3 separate regions of the Mus musculus genome follow, and regions 1 and 3 are each linked to region 2. Evidence: chromatin contacts called from public HiChIP or PLAC-seq and promoter capture Hi-C data. All regions are on one chromosome and are shown on one strand. Each heading gives the region's core, a stretch centred on a gene start, on an enhancer-like site or on the middle of the called end of the contact. The rest is flanking DNA. Distances are from core to core; before and after follow the strand shown. Region 1 overlaps Zzz3 (zinc finger, ZZ domain containing 3). Region 2 overlaps Ak5 (adenylate kinase 5). Region 3 overlaps Usp33 (ubiquitin specific peptidase 33).

Evidence for each region. HiChIP or PLAC-seq counts read pairs in DNA pulled down with a chosen protein or histone mark. Capture Hi-C pulls out chosen DNA fragments and counts their contacts.
Region 1: a contact with region 2 is called in an H3K4me3 HiChIP or PLAC-seq map of the SCID.adh cell line, with 14 read pairs. The contact joins two enhancer-like sites. A contact is called at or near these places in 16 of 39 promoter capture datasets (the 3T3-L1 cell line, 3T3-L1-derived adipocytes, the C10 cell line and 11 more), 1 of 15 datasets of contacts at CTCF or cohesin (the NIH/3T3 cell line), 38 of 484 Hi-C or Micro-C datasets (the 3T3-L1 cell line, 3T3-L1-derived adipocytes, the C2C12 cell line and 28 more), 5 of 115 datasets of contacts at active chromatin or transcription factors (the HPC-7 cell line, the SCID.adh cell line, embryonic stem cells and 1 more) and 3 of 9 other capture datasets (adipose tissue, embryonic stem cells and pancreatic islet).
Region 3: a promoter capture Hi-C map of pancreatic islet shows a contact between it and region 2. The contact joins two enhancer-like sites. A contact is called at or near these places in 2 of 115 datasets of contacts at active chromatin or transcription factors (bone marrow-derived macrophages and embryonic stem cells) and 4 of 9 other capture datasets (adipose tissue, embryonic stem cells, liver and 1 more).

What each region holds. Positions count from the first base shown.
Region 1 is chr3:152,409,621-152,412,320 of GRCm38.p6, reverse strand. All of the region lies in intron 1 of Zzz3 (zinc finger, ZZ domain containing 3), which reads right to left. Among named protein-coding and RNA genes, the nearest start is that of Zzz3, 15 kb to the right of the region's middle. Within about 2 kb of position 1,305, at least 12 of the 459 cell types and tissues checked have an H3K27ac peak or open chromatin away from gene starts, as enhancers often do. A contact at or near this core is called in the G1E-ER4 cell line and the SCID.adh cell line, where this site is marked.
Region 2 is chr3:152,476,706-152,479,405 of GRCm38.p6, reverse strand. Ak5 (adenylate kinase 5) reads left to right here. Exons shown (of 14, transcript NM_001081277.2): 12 at 949-1,065. Among named protein-coding and RNA genes, the nearest start is that of 3110067G11Rik, 12 kb to the left of the region's middle. Within about 2 kb of position 1,300, at least 298 of the 459 cell types and tissues checked have an H3K27ac peak or open chromatin away from gene starts, as enhancers often do. A contact at or near this core is called in the G1E-ER4 cell line, the SCID.adh cell line and pancreatic islet, where this site is marked.
Region 3 is chr3:152,373,439-152,376,138 of GRCm38.p6, reverse strand. It overlaps Usp33 (ubiquitin specific peptidase 33), which reads right to left. Exons shown (of 24, transcript NM_133247.3): 12 at 2,641-2,700; 13 at 1,350-1,519; 14 at 1,154-1,248. Among named protein-coding and RNA genes, the nearest start is that of Zzz3, 21 kb to the left of the region's middle. Within about 2 kb of position 1,353, at least 2 of the 459 cell types and tissues checked have an H3K27ac peak or open chromatin away from gene starts, as enhancers often do. A contact at or near this core is called in pancreatic islet, where this site is marked.

The sequences.
Region 1 (2,700 bases), core at 56-2,555, 67 kb after region 2:
TACTCTTCTTTGCTGGACTCCAGAACCGGAAGGTTACAGGCATGTTCCACCATGGAGCATGCCCAGCTTCGGAAGAAAGCAATCAAGTTTCCTTTCCTTCAAAGGTCGGTTCTCCTGAGATAAGCCTTCAGGCTATCAATGACTTTGTCACCATCATTTTTTTGTATTTCTCAAGTGCCTTCAGGTTCCTGGGGGAGGGTCTATATCTAAACACACTTAGACCTTTAGTGAGAATGTGAAGGGTCTTTCACATTCTTTTAATTTTATCAAAAGGATTTATGGCTGTTTCTACCAACATTCATATGAGCCTAGACTGGTACAACGGCTTCAGATCTCTTCTCCGCAATGGTAAATCCTGTGTATTAGATAATCAGCACTCTTGAGCTCTTGGGGGCTGAGGCAAAGCCTGTTCCAAGGGTCCTATGTAACCTCTGCAACTCACCACTGCCAGTTTACCAGCCAACGCCTCCAACCTCAAACAAACTATCCTCAGCTCTCCAGGCCTTTAATATTTCTCACTCCAATTTATCCTGCATGGGTTATTTCTGTAGTTTTCTCTACATAAAATACCTTACTCTAAGAAATCTCATTCTACTTTTTTCTATTTCATAATACCAAATATTACTGTTTCCTGCCAGTTGAGATGCCTCAACAGAAAAAGATGCTTGCCTGCATCCCACCTACTGGCAGGAGGAAAACTAGTTGTGCTGTGACTTCCACTCACAAACTGTCTCACCCACCACACTCTCACAAAAAATTTTAAATAATTATTATATATATGTATGCTAGATCTCAGTTAATATACATCACAATTACTATGAGAATTCCTAGTTTTCTGCTGAGTCACACTGAGTTAACTTGACATAGTTCAAGATCAGAGAGCATGTAACCTAAGAGTTAACTTTTATGTTGTGGGGCTGGAGACTTCAGTCTGAGTTCAGTCTCTCGGACACCAGGTAAGCAAACCCACAGGCTTGCCCCGCCCCGGCCCCTAGCCTTCAATCACATCCATATCACTTTCTCCAGCAAGCTTTCTAAGGGTTAGTTTCCTCCCTTACTACAAGGCTGCCTTCTCTAAGGTCACGCCATGGTACCTCCTCCTCAGATTCCTCCTAGAAAGCTCTAGGAAAGAAAAATTAGGGTCTCCCTCGAATCACTTGACTACCCCTGTACCAATCAACACGTGAACTGCAGCAGCCTAACACCGTATGATGGGAACTGGGAGATGTCTGTCATCCTAGCATTCCTGGAGCTGAGGGAGGATTTGCTAAGAGTTTGAGGGCAGCCTAGTCTAATGTATAGTGTGAGAGAGACACTGTCTCACAAATGAGTAAACACTGGGGAGGTGGCTCAGTGAGTAAAGGCGCCTGCCATCAAGCCTGATACCCTGAGTTTGATTCTTGGGACATAAATGGTGAAAAGAAAGAACATGTACCATGGCACAGGTGGTATTTGCACACTTGCACATGTGTAGCTGCACATACAATTGAAATGGTTTTTAAAAAGGGAAAACGCGTACCCCGCACTTCCTAAGAACATGAATCATCTCATGCAGTGCACACACTGCCTTCCATATCCTCTCTCAGAGAATTTTCATTTAGTGATAAGAAAGCTCAAGTCCTTTGTGTAATGTCTCAGTGCCAGTTGGTATTAAAGCAGAAACGTGAGCCCAGGAAAGCTTGTCACTGTTATAGACAGGTGGACAGACAACTTAGAAAATGGGCTTAGTGAAATTTAATTGAGCTGCTTAGAAGCCCATTAAATTAATTAAATTCCCACCCAGTATTATGTGCAGCAAACTGGGATAAGAGGTTGACTTCTGGCTAGTTACTGAAACCATGATAACTTCTATTTTCAAAAATTTTGGAATATGGTTGGTGTCTTATTTAGGGTTTTACTGCTGTGAACAGACACCATGACCAAGGCAAGTCTTATTAAAAAAAAAAAAAACAACATTTAATTGGGGCTGGCTTACAGGTTTAGAGGTTCAGCCCATTATCATCAAGGTGGGAGCATGGCAGTATCCAGGCAGGCATGGCGCAGGAGGAGCTGAGAGTTCTATGTCTTCATCCAAAGGCTGCTAGTGGAAGACTAACTTCCAGGCAACTAGGATGAGAGTATTAAGCCCACACCCACAGTGACACAACTACTCCAACTAGGTCACACCTACTCCAACAAGGCCACAACTCCAAATGGTGCCACTTCCTGGTCCAAGAATATATAAACCATCACTCCCTGGTCCCCATAGACTTGTCCAAACACATGAGTCTATGGGGGCCATACTTAAACATAGCATAATGCAAAAATGCATTTAGTCCAACTTTCAAAGTCCTCATAGCCTAAAGCAGACTCAACAATGTTAAAAGTCCAAAATTCAAGGTCTCTTCTGAGTCCAAAATTCAAGGTCTCTTCTGAGATACATCCAATCATTGAACTGTTATCCCCAAAGAAAGACAGGAAACCAGCTGGCAAACTCCAAACTCTGCATCTCCATGGCTGACGTCAAAGTGGTCTTCAGATCTCCACTCCTTTTTCATCTTTGTTGACTGCAACAAAATGCTTTCTCCTGGGCTGGTTCCACTCCCTGTTAGCAGCTTTCTTCAGTATATATCCCATGGCTCTGGCATCTCTTAACATCTTTGAGTCTTTGAGTCTCTAAGGCAAATTCAATGTTACAGCTTCTAGTTTCAGTGTCTGGGA
Region 2 (2,700 bases), core at 51-2,550:
CTGCTCTGCCGTGCCTGCTATCCTTAGCTAGAGTATATTCGTTTATCATTGTCTGCCTTCCTCATTAGACTGTGAATTAGATGGAGAGTTAATTCACAATTCTTTAAGGAAGGGTTCTGGCCATGCCTGCGACTTCTGCGTTCCCCAGGCTCCTGCCAAACACTAGAGAAGGAGGTCTCCTCCCACCCCGCCCACAGGCCCCACCCCTAGGGAAGGAGGTCTCCTCCCACCCCGCCCACAGGCCCCTCCCCTAGAGAAGGAGGTCTCCTCCCACCCCGCCCACAGGCCCCTCCCCTAGAGAAGGAGGTCTCCTCCCACCCCGCCCACAGGCCCCTCCCCTAGAGAAGGAGGTCTCCTCCCACCCCGCCCACAGGCCCCTCCCCTAGGGAAGGAGGTCTCTTTTCCTCACACTCCTCCCAAGGCCCCTCCCCACACTGCACTGTTCTTTCCTTACCTTGCACACTTGTTTAATCAATCTTTTTAAAGGCAAAATCGTGTTGGTAGAAAATAGTTCTCTGGTCTAAAAGTTTTCTCAAGTTAGCACATGTCAAGTTTTGCATAATGTTTACTGGGAGAACGCCGCCAGCAGCGTTTCATTTGCTCCTAACCTGCCACGATGCCTGGTCCATCAGCTGCTACTGTGTGGAACAAGACACGTGGAACATGTCTCATGGGGTGTAAGATGCTGAAGTCTTTCTAGTGAGATAACAGCAGAAAGGACAGACCAGAAAGGAAAACCCTCCCGGTGGAACCCAGTACTGACTGAAAGACCTGAAAGACTGAAAGACTCACTGCAGACATGGGGGGGCGGGGGGAGGCAGGTTAGTCCAAGAGATCTGCTATTAATCTTGCCACATCCTCCCCTCCCAGAAGAATGTCTGAGGAGTCACATTTATTGTGATTTGGGGGTGCCGCTAGGCCCCATACTGACCACTCTCTCTGCTGTAGGGTGTCGTTCTGGAGCTGCTGAAGGAGGCCATGGTGGCCAGCCTGGGCAACACCAAGGGCTTCCTGATTGACGGCTACCCCCGGGAAGTGAAGCAAGGGGAAGAGTTTGGACGAAGGGTGAGCTGATGTTAGCAGTGCCCAATCGGGGCACAAGGACAGCACTCAGCTTAGGGGGTACACGCAAAGCCGCCTCTTACCCAGTAACACTGTCCAGATCTTGGCGTTACCAAAAGCGGAAACGTAAACTCTTTTTTTTTCCGAAGACGAAATACAAAACTAGGGCAGGAATGACCGGTCTAGCGAGGAAGCAGCAGCAGTCGGGCTCGGCCGGGTGTGGGGAGCGGAGCCGCCGGTGCCTCTTTGGTTCTCTCCACCTCTGCCTGTTCCTCTCTGTGTTGCTCATTTCTCTTCCTGCTCCAGGCTTCTCTCCTCTCATTTCAATGACCTCGCAGAAAACTAAGTCTGCCTTGGGGTGGCAGAGTGCCCCACAAAAGACCCACTGCTGCTTCCTTCACTTTAACAAGGACTCTGCTAATAGACCCAGCCTACAGGAGCCAGTAGGGGGCAGGCGGCACACCACCAGAGCCACACAGCCTGAGAGAGAAGGGCAGTGGCCCCTGGGCAGGGAATAGAGTTACATAGGCACAGAAGAGGGGAGAGATGCTGCGAGGACAGGATCCAGAATGCTTGCCACCCTCCATAACACTGTGCCATCCCCGACTTTGTGCCCTCCTTAGTGGCTCAGGGCTACCAGCTGTCACAAGAACCAGTAACTACCCACTACTGCAGCTGCCAGACGGTGACCTGCTTGGGCCAGGCCCTATGGTACATACTGTATACCTTGCCTGCAACTCTCCAAGTCTAGGCAAGTGACCATATTTGTTACACTAAGACTGACACCAAACCTCCAAGAAAGTCAGGTGTGCGTGGCTACTGTTTTATTCTGCAGTATTTTCATCTGAATTCTTTGAGTTGATGTTTTTAAAAAGTGGAGTGACCTTTTCAGTGAATAGAGTAAGAGGAATGCCATTCCTGGGGTTTGGAGGGCCAAGCAAGTGCACGGTTGCACCTCTCTGTGCAGGATACCTAATATAGGCGCTTGCAGAAGTTTGCTGTACCCTCGCCCCAACCACACAGCTTTTGGGGTCACCCAGTTCCATCACCTTCTAGCAAGGCCACAGGGATGAAGGCGATAAAACCTTGGGTTTCATCTACCCTTGAGTTTGCTTCATCAAGCTCCCCTCAGGAGTTCCTCCGTTGCCTAGCCCCCACTTTAACTAGAGCCAAGGGGTCTAGAGAGATGGCTCAGTGGTTAAGAACAATAGCTGCTTTCAAAGAGGACCTGAATTTGGTTCCCAGAACCCACAGGGTGCCTCACAACTTCCAGGAACTCTAGATACCAGGTACCCAACTCCCCCTCTGGACTCTGTGGGCACCAGGCACACGTACATGGTGCTCATCATATAAGCAAACAGGCACACACATACACATGCTACATAAAATTAAAAATATATATATTTCTTAATTAGTCAAAAAAAAAAAAAAAAACGCTTCATGATCCAGTCAGCAAAGATGGACGTGCAAGAAGGTAGATGGGGGGGAGGGGGGAAGCCTTGTGACAGATCTGTGTATAAGTGCAAACAATAGCAGAAACAAGCAGACATGCAAGCAGATGACTGTAACTGGCTTCTGAGTGATGCATACCCCTGCAGAGGATGTCACAGCCACCTTTGCTGAGGACAGAGGAACAGC
Region 3 (2,700 bases), core at 104-2,603, 100 kb after region 2:
ACTTCCCCACAGTCACACCCTCCCTCTCCTTTTCAGTTTGATGGACTGATTTAAAAACAAGTCTCTCCATTTATTCCCTGAACAGAATTTACTATACCTGCCACATGCCAAGCATGGTGTGGGCACATGAGAAAAGTGGATGACTCTAGTGTCAATTTTGGAACTGTGATTTCCTTTTAAAAAAATAGATATTATAAAAATATGTTTTCAGCCGGGTGTGGTGGCGCACGCCTTTAATCCCAGCACTCGGGAGGCAGAGGCAGGCAGCTTTCTGAGTTCCAGGCCAGCCTGGTCTACAGAGTGAGTTCCAGGACAGCCAGGACTATACAGAGAAACCCTGTCTCCAAAAACAAAAACAAAAAAAAAAAAAACAAAAAACAAAAACAAAAACAAAAATATGTTTTCATGTTAATCCCAGGTGTGGGGCATGGGGCTGTTTCAGATTGTCCATAGCAGTTGACTATAATTTGCCTCATGCTCTGGAGGGGGCATGATTTTGCCAGCTGCAGATGTTTCTGCAAGTGGGTAACGTTTGGAATTCTGGAGACTTTTCAGAGGGTATTTAATGCTAGGCCCCTAGAGGTGGGAGTTACATTGGTAGGTTGTTGTTTGGTTGTTCATTACTGTTGGCCATGCACAAAAAAGAAACAAGAAAAAAGAAATTAGATGTCCTGACTCCAAAGATCACAGCTGTCCCAAGTAACACCCCTAAATAGCAGGAAGTAGTCTAACAACAACATGGCCCCTTTGTGGCCCTGACCTTATTCAGGGGTCTCTTTCCTCTCTACTCTTGTCTCTCTTCTCTAGTGTTAGGGGCTTGAAAGGATAAAAAATGGTAGAATAAAAAAGAACCCACAAAGTAGCCAAGAACATCTGCACAGGACCTTTAATGATGGTGCAGATGTAAAGACAATTCAGGACACATTTTACATTCCTTATCTTCCTTGAGTTCTACGTCCTCAGAATCACAGAACTTCACGGTGTGTCATTTTGTATTACAGAAATCTGTATAAATCCCTTCAGGGCAGGACTTTCCTAATGCTATTTCAGCTGCCACTGAAGATGCCTCCACCGTGACGTATCACACAGCACTGTCTCACTGACCAAACATGGAGCGCCAGACCCACCTACAAAAGCCAGCAAAGCTCCTTACCTTTAAGTTCATCTCTGGCGAAGAAGGCAGCAAGACAATCTTGCAAGGTAACTACTGGACCCCAAAACCAGCTAGGGACACATGAGACAACAAACCTGAAACATCATTGACAGAAGAAAAAGGCAGTGTTCTGCTAGTACAGCAGAAGCAGCAGCATCAACATCAATGAAACCAAGCAGAGAAAGTAAACACGCACCTCTTCACATACTCCATGAAGAAAGCTATCCACCCCTGCGGGGCGTACGCTTCACCACATGACCCTGCTTTGACTATAGTTGGGTGACTGGAGGAGTGCAGCTTAGCCAGGTCCTCCTTGCCAGGAATCGGCAAGGACAGATCCTGAAAGGTCTCGAGGGTTATAGACACCTGCAGGTGTTTGGTTTTAACAGGATGGAAAGAATCCAGTACAGTTATTTACAGGGTTAGATTTCTTCCAAAGATGAAAGCAAATTATTATAATAAGCAAATATAAACAACGAACAGGTTTTAGAATACTACAAATAGAAATGAGCCTCGTTCACTTTGTACCAGGTACTATTTCAAATATAATCTTCCTACAAACCATTAGTACTCCTGCAGCTCAGAGATGTTACAGTGGTAAGCAGCACAACGGATCCAGCTCCTGGCCCCAGAGACTGACATTCACACTCTTTTTGGGGGGTGCTGGCAGGGACTGGACCTTATTATATGCTATATCATCCAAGCTGTTCTCAAGGCATTCTCTCCCCTTAGCCTCCAAAGTAAAGTACATGAAAGTGCAGGCTGTTTAAGAGGGGTGAAGAGAAAACCAAATCTGACATCAACCAGCACTTCACAACAGGGATGCATCATGGGAAATACTCTGTTTCAGCAACCATGGAGTAAACGCCACACTAAGATGATGACAATACCCTCACTAACAGAATCCTACATGACAGACACATGCAGTCCTTAACTGTCCTTAACATTTGACTTAACATTATAATACAATAATTGAAAGTTGATCTCTCTCATTTCTGAGACATTAGTTCTCAAAAAAAATTAAGAAATCCTGAAGGATTGGGTGTTAGTCAAATCCTCATGATAATTTATGTTTTGAGATAAGACCTTATTTATGAATTTGGCATTATTATTGGAGCATCTATCATTTACAAGCTACCTGCAGAGGCAAATAGAAGAAAACACTATCTGCCTTTTGCTTGTGATCACAAGAGTTTCTGGGCATACCTAATTTCATCAGCCTTGGGAGAATAAGCACTGTTAACAATTTCTTGTTGCCAAGCAACTTCTCATCTTTACATGTAACCAAAACAGACAAAGAGCCCATGGTCCTTCACAAAGGATGTGGGTGGCACTTTTACTCTACATGGAAACTTGATGTATAACTGACACACAAGAAATGCATGCGTGGTCCACAATAGCAATAAGCTATTTAATTCTTCCTATCTCCAGGTTTTTAAAAATAACATCTGACAGAAGCGTCCTGTGCTGTGGCACCCCATACTCACCCTATCGCACGTCAGACACTGTACCGAGCTAATGACTGTTCCATCGAATATGTCGGAGAT